Linked DNA regions of Drosophila melanogaster: region 1 is linked to region 2. A link is a contact called in public Hi-C data. All regions are on one chromosome and are shown on one strand. The core of a region is the stretch at or near the end of the contact, and the rest is flanking DNA. Distances in the headings are between cores, read along the strand shown.

What was found. Hi-C and Micro-C count contacts between places; a contact is called where the count stands out from the background.
Region 1: a contact with region 2 is called in a Hi-C map of the Kc167 cell line, with 6 times the contacts expected there. A contact is called at or near these places in 6 of 107 Hi-C or Micro-C datasets (the Kc167 cell line, the ML-DmBG3-c2 cell line, embryo and 1 more) and 1 of 7 datasets of targeted methods (the Kc167 cell line).

Annotation. Positions count from the first base shown.
Region 1 is chr3R:21,853,356-21,858,947 of dm6, reverse strand. It overlaps glec (gliolectin), which reads left to right and starts at 2,682. Exons shown (of 2, transcript NM_079719.3): 1 at 2,682-3,548. The coding sequence starts at 3,029.
Region 2 is chr3R:21,590,069-21,595,235 of dm6, reverse strand. lncRNA:Irar (Insulin receptor-associated lncRNA) reads right to left here and starts at 2,886. Exons shown (of 2, transcript NR_074039.1): 1 at 2,660-2,886; 2 at 384-1,524. All of the region lies in intron 2 of InR (Insulin-like receptor), which reads left to right.

The DNA.
Region 1 (5,592 bases), core at 1,433-3,932, 260 kb before region 2:
TTTTATGACTCACTAAACCACAACGCACTGATTTCAACGAATTTAATTGTCTGCTTATATTCCATTGGAAATAACTAAGTTTGGCAAATCGAATTCTTTTAATTCTGAAGTTCAAAGTTTTTGGGCGCCATAATATATGCACAATTTGTGGCAGTGCAAACAAAGTATCTGCTAGATTTATTTCAAGCGACCGGATCTGCAGTTGTTGTTGCTGCCACGCGCGCCCATATTGCATATTGCACACACAGCAAGAACAAATGAAATGGAAAAGAAAACATCTGGCAGGGGGAGGAGAAAGCAGAAATGAGGGGACACAGCCCGGGCTACTACTTAATGAGTTCATTTATTAATTAGACGAACGTGACGTCAGCACGGACGGAAAACGACGAAAACCTCGGTGTATCTCAAACTCCCTGCGTTACGTTCCGACACTAAAACAGCAGTTAACCTTATGCGCAGCGCGTGCGACAGTTCCATTGATCGGTTGCGTTGGCTCCTGGGTTCATTCATTTCATTATCATTCAATGGTTTCTGACCTTTTGAGCCGGGGTTACATGGTACGTGGCCCATAAACTAATTTCTGCCAGCCAGTCGGCGGAAAACAGCTTGAGTTTTTCGCAGACAAGATGCGTGCGGCGGAAGTGACGACGGAAAAGTAGCCCATCAGTAGACCCAGACACGTACCCAGAAAACATCTGAAAGATACAAATATACGCGACGACATGCATTCGACAGTGAAAAATCAGCGCAGCTACGAGATATTAAAAAAAAAACAAAGCTGAATCGCAGTTGTTGAAATGGTAGAATGGAAATCTCTTTTGAAACTTTCACACATTTCCAACTGCATTGTTACCCTCTCGAGTGCCACGTCATTATGTGGATTTTTTGGCGCGAGGGTTGGTTTTTGCACAGACCTACTCTGACACGACCTGTGCCACCGATCCACCCGATCCGATCCGATCCTATCCCATCCCATCCCATCCGATCCTCAACCCCTCATTCACCTCGCGAGCAGGTAGTTGCCAATCCGAATTGGACATCGCGCCAAAAAATATATGAGGAAGGGATATCAATCTTCTATACAGTAATCTCCGGAAACGCGAAACTTTTACTAAGAGTTGCTGAGATTTATTTAGTTCGATACATGAAAGTAATAAGTGAATAATCTGCAGTAATATATCTAGGAATATATTCAATTGGTATCCCTTCTAGAAACAATACATTTGTTTGTAAAGCAGATACTACATATGAAGATGATAAGAAAGAAAAACATTTATTCATTCTGGCGAAAATTCTTATAAAAGCTTATAAAGCCAATACAGACACCATCTGTATCCCTTTGCGAGGGCCCACTGTACGCCTGAAAACAATAATAAATCGCAATCCTTTGGGCGCGTCCTTTGTCCGGGGCACTCTTTAAAATGACTAATCGGTCAAAGAGCCAGACGAAATGGGCCTGAAGACTCCTCCGATTCGAGGTAACACCAGCTGCGCCTCCTAACCAACCACCAGTGGAGTGGGGGCCAGTTTATCGGTTCGGCTGACTCAGCATTATTGAAATTGAAATGACTTGTGGTCCACATTATTTACTACTACCAATACCACTACTACAACCTACTACCTCTATTTCTATGCGGTTTTCACTTTCGTTTGTTCGAGATACGCTTGAATTGCCGCCGCAGGCGCGAAAGTTGTTTATGATTTTTTGTTGACTATTTTGAATTTTTCGTATTCCTGTCGCTGGCAATTTGTTCTAGCCACGTCTGGCCGCCAATTAGGCCGTTTAATGCCGCATGAAGCCCGACTCGACCTTGAGTTAGGGCCCAAAACGCGCTAACATATCAGTTAGTTAGCGTTTAGCTCAGTATTTGTGCGAGGTAAATAGCAACGAGCCAGCAGTCCCTAGCATAACTAATTGTATTTACACGGCCTATAATTGGCACACAAAAAACGGATTCACTTTCCGTAATTGTTACATGTAAATATCGTAAGTATAAGATGAGCAACTGCATTATTCTGAGCTAGGAATCTCTATTTGCATGGGATACATTTAATAGTGAGGTGTGGCATTGTGTTTGAGGTACTGCATGTTGGCATCTCAAATTGGGTGTTATGATGTCATCGATTTAATTTATAAACTACTTGGAATTCATCATATGTTTGCTTGCAATGCAATTCAGTTTGATGGCCAACCTTGAGTAAAAAAAAAAATACGAACTTGGAGATATGATATTTTTCTTAATTTTAAATTTCTAAAATTTCACTTCAATTCATTTGAACATCAAGGAAGTAAATGTAATTTATGACGTCATCTCAGTAGCCAGAGATGTTCCCTACTCGCGCCACCTCTCAAAACTGCTGCAGTTAAAAGTGCAATAGCGGTGCTAGGAAACAATTTTTATGGAAATAAACATATATTATAAGCATATTGAATATTATAGCTTCGATGTATAATTTTTGAAATATTTTCTAGATCACTTTCAAGTATGTTTTTCTGTGCATTTCACCCTAATGTTAATGATACCCAAATGTAAGAGAGCGTAAAAATGCTGAAGAGAGTCACGAAAGAGCGCAGAGTGACCGTTTCGGCGGGCCAAAAGCGAAAGTAAAGCGTTATCGATGCGGGAGCAACTGGTCACACTGCGCCATATAAGCTATATAACTTGCTGAATCCCTGGTCTCTGCGCGATTCAGTCTTTGACTCTCCACCAATTCGGTCGCTTGCGTTTGCTCCAGCTGCGTTCTTTTCGCTCTCTTTGGCTCGCGTGAAAGTCGTAAAGTTCAGCTAGCTCTCTACGATACAGAAAAAGAAACGCATACAACAAATTCGCCAGCGATAGAAAACCGATTTAAACTGCAATTGCAATGCCTAAAATGCGTACGTGAGTTTCGCGCAGTGATCGCTGTGAAAGTTCAAGTGAAAGCGGAAAGAAGAAACAAAGCGAGAATACTTCAAAAGCAATAAACCAAAAAGTGCAAAAATACCTAAAGTTTAAACAAAGAAAACAAGTTATACAAAACCATAGCCATGTTGTGTCCGCCAATGGCCCTGGGCCCATTTCTCGCCGCCCCCGTGCCACGCCCACCGCCCAGCGCATCGGAGAAGAAGAGAATCTGTCGGAACCTATTCAATAACGCTCCCGGGGACTCGAATATCGATCAGCTGTTGGCCCAGGAGCAGCACACGCAGAGATTATACGTTAAGGAACGCTACGGATATGACATCCAGCTGGAATCTAATCGGGATGCGGATGCGAATACGGATGCGGATGCTGATACGGATGCCCATTGTCAGGTCCTGCGCGGAATGCGGTATCCGACCTCAAGGACGATATCCAGCACCGATGCCGATGAGTGCAATCCAAAGGCAGTCAGCCAAGCGCCGAGGGGCATGGCCCTGACTCCCGCCCAGATCTCCGCCAGCGCAAAGCTGATCCTTCAGAAATGCCCGGAAAGCGATCGCAAAAAAAGCAACGGCAGTGCGGATTTGGCCAACTGCACGCGACATGGCCAAAAGCCATATGCGAGGCAGCCACAAGGCCTCAAAGGTAGGTTTTTTTTTTCCATGATTTGCATGTTTTTGTTTCACCTGAAACGCTGGGTGCTTGCTCAAAATATACGAATAATGATTACTCTTTGGTTCCAAGTTATTAAGTTTAATATACTTTCAAGTTATTGTTAAATTTTCCCAAAGAATCAGAGCAGAATCAGAATATAGTGAAATCTCTAAAATTAAAAAAGTCTCCTTCGAATTATCTCATACATTTCCTCGGTTTTTGTACGTATGTTCTATTTACTAAGATCCCATGTACTTCTTATATAGATGATCCAATAAGCAGACACCTGATTTTAGTTGCATTTTCCGTTGTTCCTTCCTCTTGCAGTCTCTGCTTTGTGCTCGTCCTTTGCCACAGTCGTCACCCTTATAAAATTCCTCCCCTTAGTTGAAAAAAAAAACCACCCTTATTTTCTGATTTTCCTAATTTCGTTTTTCCCCTTCTGCGTCGATTCTTATTGTCACTTCTTTCCTACCAGTTTTTATTCTCTTTATTTTGGCTAGTTTTTCCGATTCTTTGTTCGTTCATTCACGTGCGTAGGGATTTATCTCTTTGGTTACTCGAAAGTGAATTGGGATACATTTACATATCTGATGAATAACAGAAAACTCAAAAAAGTATTATTGTTTGGCCCCATTGCTTAATCGAATTCGAATAAATTTCTCTAATTTCAAATAATTTGAAATAATAAATGTATTCAAAATCATTGTATTATGAAATTTTAAAGATTCAGTACAAGTTTCTACGACTATTGCCTTAAGTTTTAGCAACAAGACAAGGGACTATTAATGCAGTCCATTGTTATCTAATAATAGATTTAAGATGAACGCTATTAAAAAAAACTTACCAGTTTGTTTATATTAAGCATCACTTATGGACGTTCGACTGTACCTTTAATTTTTGGCTTATTATTATTGCTTTACTTTACGCTGATATTCCGCCGATAGCGTGGCATTCAGTGAGAGAGGGAGAGCTGGGAAGAAAGAGAGCTGGTCTCCAGTTTGTCTTTGGTTTGGCAGTGTGTCAAAGCGAAAAAGCTAAACAAAAAATAAAAACTGTTGAATAACAATCGCGCGCCAAAAATCTTTCCATATTTTGCGAAAAGAGATTGCAGCTGAAAAGTGAATATGAGATGAGTAAAATGCAAAGGCAATTAATTGAGAGGCCTCAATTAAATTTAAATCAACGCCTTCTGGTTTTCTTGATTGTTGTTTTTATTCCTGCTGCAGTTTCGACACAGAAAAAAAAAATAAATAAAAAAACAAAAAATGAGCTACACAGACCTGCGACTGTACATGAGTTCACTGTAGTTGTGTTAGTTAGTTGAAAAGGCCGCACCCACAACGACAAACGCAATCTCAACCAGAGGAAAACCACAGCTCTTATACGACGACGTCATCCCACTTCCACACAAACGCACGCACACTTATGCATTATCAAAGAAAGACGAGAGAGTCAGAGTCGTCGCTCTCTCTCTCTCTCTCTCTCTCTGTTTGTCTGCTGGTTTTTGGCGCGAACTTATTATTTTCGTGTTTATTTTTAGTCGTCTTCGCTGATAAGCTTTCTGCGTGTGCGAGTGTGTGTGCGTTATTATGCGTAGTAGTAACTACGCACGCACGTTGATGATGTTTTTCAAAAACTCGTCGTGAAGGTCACACACACCAACGAACGCAATTCGCGTAAGTACAGCAGCGCCAAATGTTGTGTTTTGTTGTACTGTGTGGCAGGTCCAAAAACGGGTCGAAAAGCGAAGCGAACAAAAACAAATCAATTAGACAAAAGTTCTGTTATCTCGGCCTTTATTCCTATCTTGTTTATATTCTTTTTTGCTATGTTTTGATCACCACTGTACTTTTACCACCCAGTTGGCGCGCTATAGGAAATGCATACATATTCCTATGATATGATAATTCATATTACGGTATTTTGCATATTTTTACTAACAATTTACAGCATCTTCATTATCATTTGCATGTGTGGATTTTTTACCACGTAAATTAAGTTTTCTAAGCGGTCTATTTGACTTTCGTGATTA
Region 2 (5,167 bases), core at 1,637-4,136:
TTATGATTCCTCAACGCAATGATTTTTATCTATACACTGTTTTCTTTTATTTTTTCTTGTATTATAATATTTAACCCGCTCCTTTTTAAAACGCGGAAATCCCATATAGGCCTTGTCAAAATGTTGATCATCAACTGTTTGTTTTCTTTGCATAAACAAGTTTGGGCCGTGTAAAAGCACATTTACATTTATTTATTTCGGTGTGAGGGTAGCAGACAACCCTTGTCGGACCCCGAAGGCAACCCCTTGGCAACAACCCGATCCATTCCAATCCGTCCCATCCCATCCCAAATCCAACCCGTCTACACGGATCTTGTGATCTGTCATTACAAGCAGACGAAAGCGAAAAAGCGAAGAGCCTGAGACGAAACTGTGTGTTGTTTACGTTTTATGTAGATTTATTTTTGCCTTGCAACTTAAACGCACAGACATTTAAATTTAGCCGCGGCGATCATCTAATGGCCTCGTCCGTACACAAAAGCTGCCCATCCCGCTCGCACCTCCGCCCGGCGGTACCGGTCACGGCAATCTGATGCTGATGCTGCTTCGCTGTGGCTCGGCGTGGTGTGGATGGTCTGGTGTCTGATCGTCTGCCCTGCACTTTTTACACTCGAAAAATCTTGGTGCTCATTGCTGTAAAATTATTAAGTTCCCCAAATTCGGAGTTTTTCTTTAGCTTCTAACTATTCGTAGTATTTGATGAAATTTGGTTGGTCAAAGGCTCTTATAATTGGATAAAAAATTATATATATTATATTATATGAAGATCCGTATCTGTATCTAGATGTTGGTAGCTCCTAAATCGGATAGATTATTAAAATTACACCGCTTCAATATATTTGAATAAGTCCTTTATACATTTTTTGGGTATTATAAATGTGTTGCCTTAGATATTTGAAGGATGCTTCTTTGCAAGTGCATGGCACACTGTTTTGTCCGTCCGTTAGTTCGCCTGTCCGTCCGTCTGTCCATTGTCTCCGTCTCTATCTCCACCGATGTTCTTCTCTGTCTGCGTGTCACCCGACTGTCTCGCCCAAATGTCATCGCTGCACTAGCTCGCTGCGGCGCTCTTTTCGCGTTGCACTGTTGTTGTGCCCGACGCTTGATGTGGCATAAAAAGTGTGATCGATGTAAATCTGGTGGTTCAGCTGTCGCTAGCATTTGCTTTCCCCGTGCGGATCTTGTGATTATATTTTTATAGGCAAGGATATGTAGTGGAAAAAGGGGTGGGGGGGTGTCAACCCATTGAACCCACCACATTGCGCTCCAGTTCACCACACTCCAGTAGCTCCCTCTCGCTCTAATCTGATTTGTGGAATCAAACAACTGTAAACCCAGGCTTTGGGCTCTTTCTCCGTCCTTTCTCCACCTCCTACTTCCATCGCAGATTCTCCGGATTGTTCGGCTTCTTCTTGCGGTTGGCTTAAAAATGCGTGCGTGTGGCTTTTTTTGTGCGTGATCTTTGTCGCATTGAGCTACTTTACGGATTTGCCTTTGTTATCGATAGGTTCGCCCGTTCAACCCCTAAGATGTTTCGAAAAATATGGGGTACTTTAAAAATATTTGAAACCAATTTAAAATAAGAAATCAGCAACTTGGGGGAAATTAATTAAAATTAATTTTATGTAAAGAGGTGCAATAATTTAGTAATTATAATGACATTACAGTTTTAAGTTTATGCAAATTCATCAATAGTTTTTGTTGATAATCAGAAAATTATTCTGTTGATTGTTTATTTCGATTTTGTTGTTATTACACTAATTGTTGTTTATTTGTGTTTTTACATTTACCAGACACTTCTAGTCGCTTAACTTTTTATTTTTTGCCTATGGTTCGTTTTGTATTTCTATTTCTTATTACGACTTTTGCGCTTTGTTGCTTTTCCCTATTTGTTTATTCAATTCCGCCACTGATACCGGTGTTTTTGTAGTTGTTTGTGCTATTACGTATTGTAAAATTGAAAGCGTCTTCTGTGTTTTTTTTTTTGTGTGCCCGCTGCCTATTTGTTGTCTAATTTATTTCTATTTCTACGCCTATATGGTATGTCCCCAGATTGAAAAACAAATTACCATAAGTGTCGTTTTGTAAGTGTTATGCATTAATTGTAATAGAAATATTGCTGTAACGCTCAAAAGCAAAAGCATCCACACAATTAGGAGATTTCTCCGCAGTAGTTGTGCTCTTCAAACCAGCAAAGTAATCAGTGCTCATCTCCCGAGAGAAAGGAGATGCATTAATTCTTCTTTTTCTTCTACGAGGAAATGCGAGAGTGCGGCTTTGTAGAAATCTTGCGAGAATCTTTTTTTAGTTTAAATCTTAGAAAACTGCAAAATTGATTTTATTATAGAGTTCCTAGAAAGCTTGGCAAACAATTGGATAGTCATAAATATTAAACACTTGACACAGCTTCTGAGAATCGGGTTTTAAGCATAAACATTTACATGGCTTCTGTGAAGTATAGTTTCTTGTAAATGTAAAATGTTGTGTTTTATCAAATAATGAATGGATGACGAATTAAAAATGGTTTTCTCTGTCGGTATAAAACTTCTGTGTTTAAATGTGGAAGAATATCGTTTACCGATTAAAAATAAAGTTATTTTCTTGAGTGGTTTTAAAATATGCACTGTTTTTTTTAATTATTGTTAATTTGTTTTCTTACCCTTTAAGCACATATCTATTTTGTAAAACAATTTTTTGTCTTTGTTTTCCTTTGGTCTTGCTAGTTTAGCTGCGTCTGTCTGTCTGCCTCGTCTCGTCGCGAATCTAGGTGTTTTTGTTGCTAATCTGGTTATTTACTGTACTCTAGTAGTTGCTCTTGTGTCTCTCGTTCTTGTTGTTTTTGCTCGGAACTGAACTGGAGCTTTGAGAATCGAGATTTCAGCTTCGAGAGACCGAGACTGAGACTGGATGGAAATGGAAACTACTGGCACTGTTTGGGCAGCTATTTCGAAACCGCTCTCGTTTCATTGTTGTTTGTATTATTATTACTCGTTTTGCTGTTGTTATTTGGCAGAAGCAAGGAATAAAGGAGAGGAGAAGAAGTAGCAGATGAAGGAAAAACAATATTGTGTCTTGTTTATTGCTTTATTTGCGGCGTTTTGCTCTTGATTAGGTTCTTTTGTGCCTCGCACTTTGCTTATGTAGTTCTCCCCATTCTGCTCCAGTGTGTTGTTATTGTCGCTGTCGTTGTTTTTGCCGCTGGCGCTTTCGCTTGCATGTGTTGGTGAGCGTATCTATGTTTGTAGCATTGGCGCACGGGCGGGCATAAGGTAAATGTGAAAACAATTTAAGCGGAACTTAATAGCTAAACAACCATTATAACTCGGCGGCCTTTTGTTGCTGTCTCTTGGCAATTTTTCAGACGCTTGTAAAAACATATTGCGTTCTATTTTGTGCTCAGGAGGCCTGCTGCGTTTTCTCTCCAAGCGCCTTGTAATACAGTTGACCTTCGGTAAAGGGTATAATTACTTGCAAGCAATTACCAGTTATAATCCATCAAAATCATAGTAAGATAATGCAAGTTAATACTCAAAATGTTTTCGACTTGTTCAAACTGTCCCATAGAAACTTTTCAAGTACAACTGAATTTGGCTAGAAAATGACACTTCTGAATGTTTAGCGGCGCAGTTATCTTTGTTGTTTCGGGGTTTCCCTTTGTTTTCCCTCACTTTTGTTTCGCCATGCACTTTTCCCCCGAGCTCAGACAATTGCGTCGTGCAGCGCGCCTTTTTGGCGCCCCACACAGACAAAGGCGCACGCACACACTCGCAGGCATTTCCGTTACGCTGTCGAAATCAAATCAAATTAATTCATTAAGCCAAATAAATGTTTAATAAATCATAACAAGAAAACAAAACAAAACCGAGAGCTCTGAGCTGTTAGCTGAGGGAGAACTGGCGAGTCGAGGCGCGGAGAAAACTCGAGCGAAAATCAGTCTGGCGCCTATTTTATGAACGGTTCAATAGCAAATGTCAAATTTGACAAGCGGCGAGCAGAAAAAAAACGCGGCAAGCAGGAAAGGAAACAGATGAGGGGGCGCACGAGCGAGAATCTCAACTGATAACATGCAAGAACGAAAATTTGTGGAAGGGGAAGGCGGTGGAAATCTTTTTCGGACGACGACCATAGCTTGTTATTAATTAGCTTGACTCTGTGACTGGCCCGTCAAAGTTGTGATTCAGCTCGAAAGATACAGCGAACAGCCGACAGATGGGAATAGATGAATGGGCTGGCGAAATGGAGGGGGTTTCATGGGTTGTATTGTGGTGTTCCCATTACCTACCGAAAAGGGGAATATTCATTCAACAAAAATGGGGAACATTTGTGGAGTGAGCTCTGGGCGATAAGGCGTCTGATAAGGTGAGCAAATATAGAACTTATTTACTCGCCGTCAATAGGTAAATACGGCAAAACCTCTCTAACCTGGACGTACATCTCAAAATGTACGTCTTGGATATATTGGAATTTAGTTAAATCTGATTCCATTTGAGGTAGTAGTCCACGCTAGCCAAGCTGTACTGTCGGTATGTGTGCCAACTTCAATTTCTGGCGGTCTTCGTGGGGGAAATCGGGGTCCCTGGGTGTGAATGAAATCGAATCCAATAAGTACGCGGACAAATTTACTCTACTCACGCCCGTTATTCCTACGTGCGTGTGTGTGAAATTCATTGATAACTTGAAAATGCCAAATCAAATAACTCACACATTCGCACGGCTACAAGCACACTGGGAAATATCTTGTGCAATGCATTCCAACAAAATAATTGGGCAATGGGGAGCGGAACGTATCATAAATAATAAAAGTGGGCAAATAAAGCGTTAGCCAACCTACATATGTACGTACAAACAAGTAGGAAGACTAAGTAAGGATCGGGAGGGGAAAATCCCCTGTCGAGATTAGGGAGGAAAGCTTATCAAATCGGAATTTATATGAAATGTTATTTCTGTTATTGCCGCTGACAATTATTGTTGTTTACTCACTTGCATACTACACACGCACACCTCGCTCACTCACTCACTCACTGACTTACACACACACTCACTCACACGAATCACGGGCGTCCGTCCGGGCACTTGAAAATGTCATTGCACACAGAGAGAAAAAAAGGCGCGCGCTAAATACTTCATTCACTTGATTCAAGCTGCTTGTCGTTGGCGTTGTTGTTGC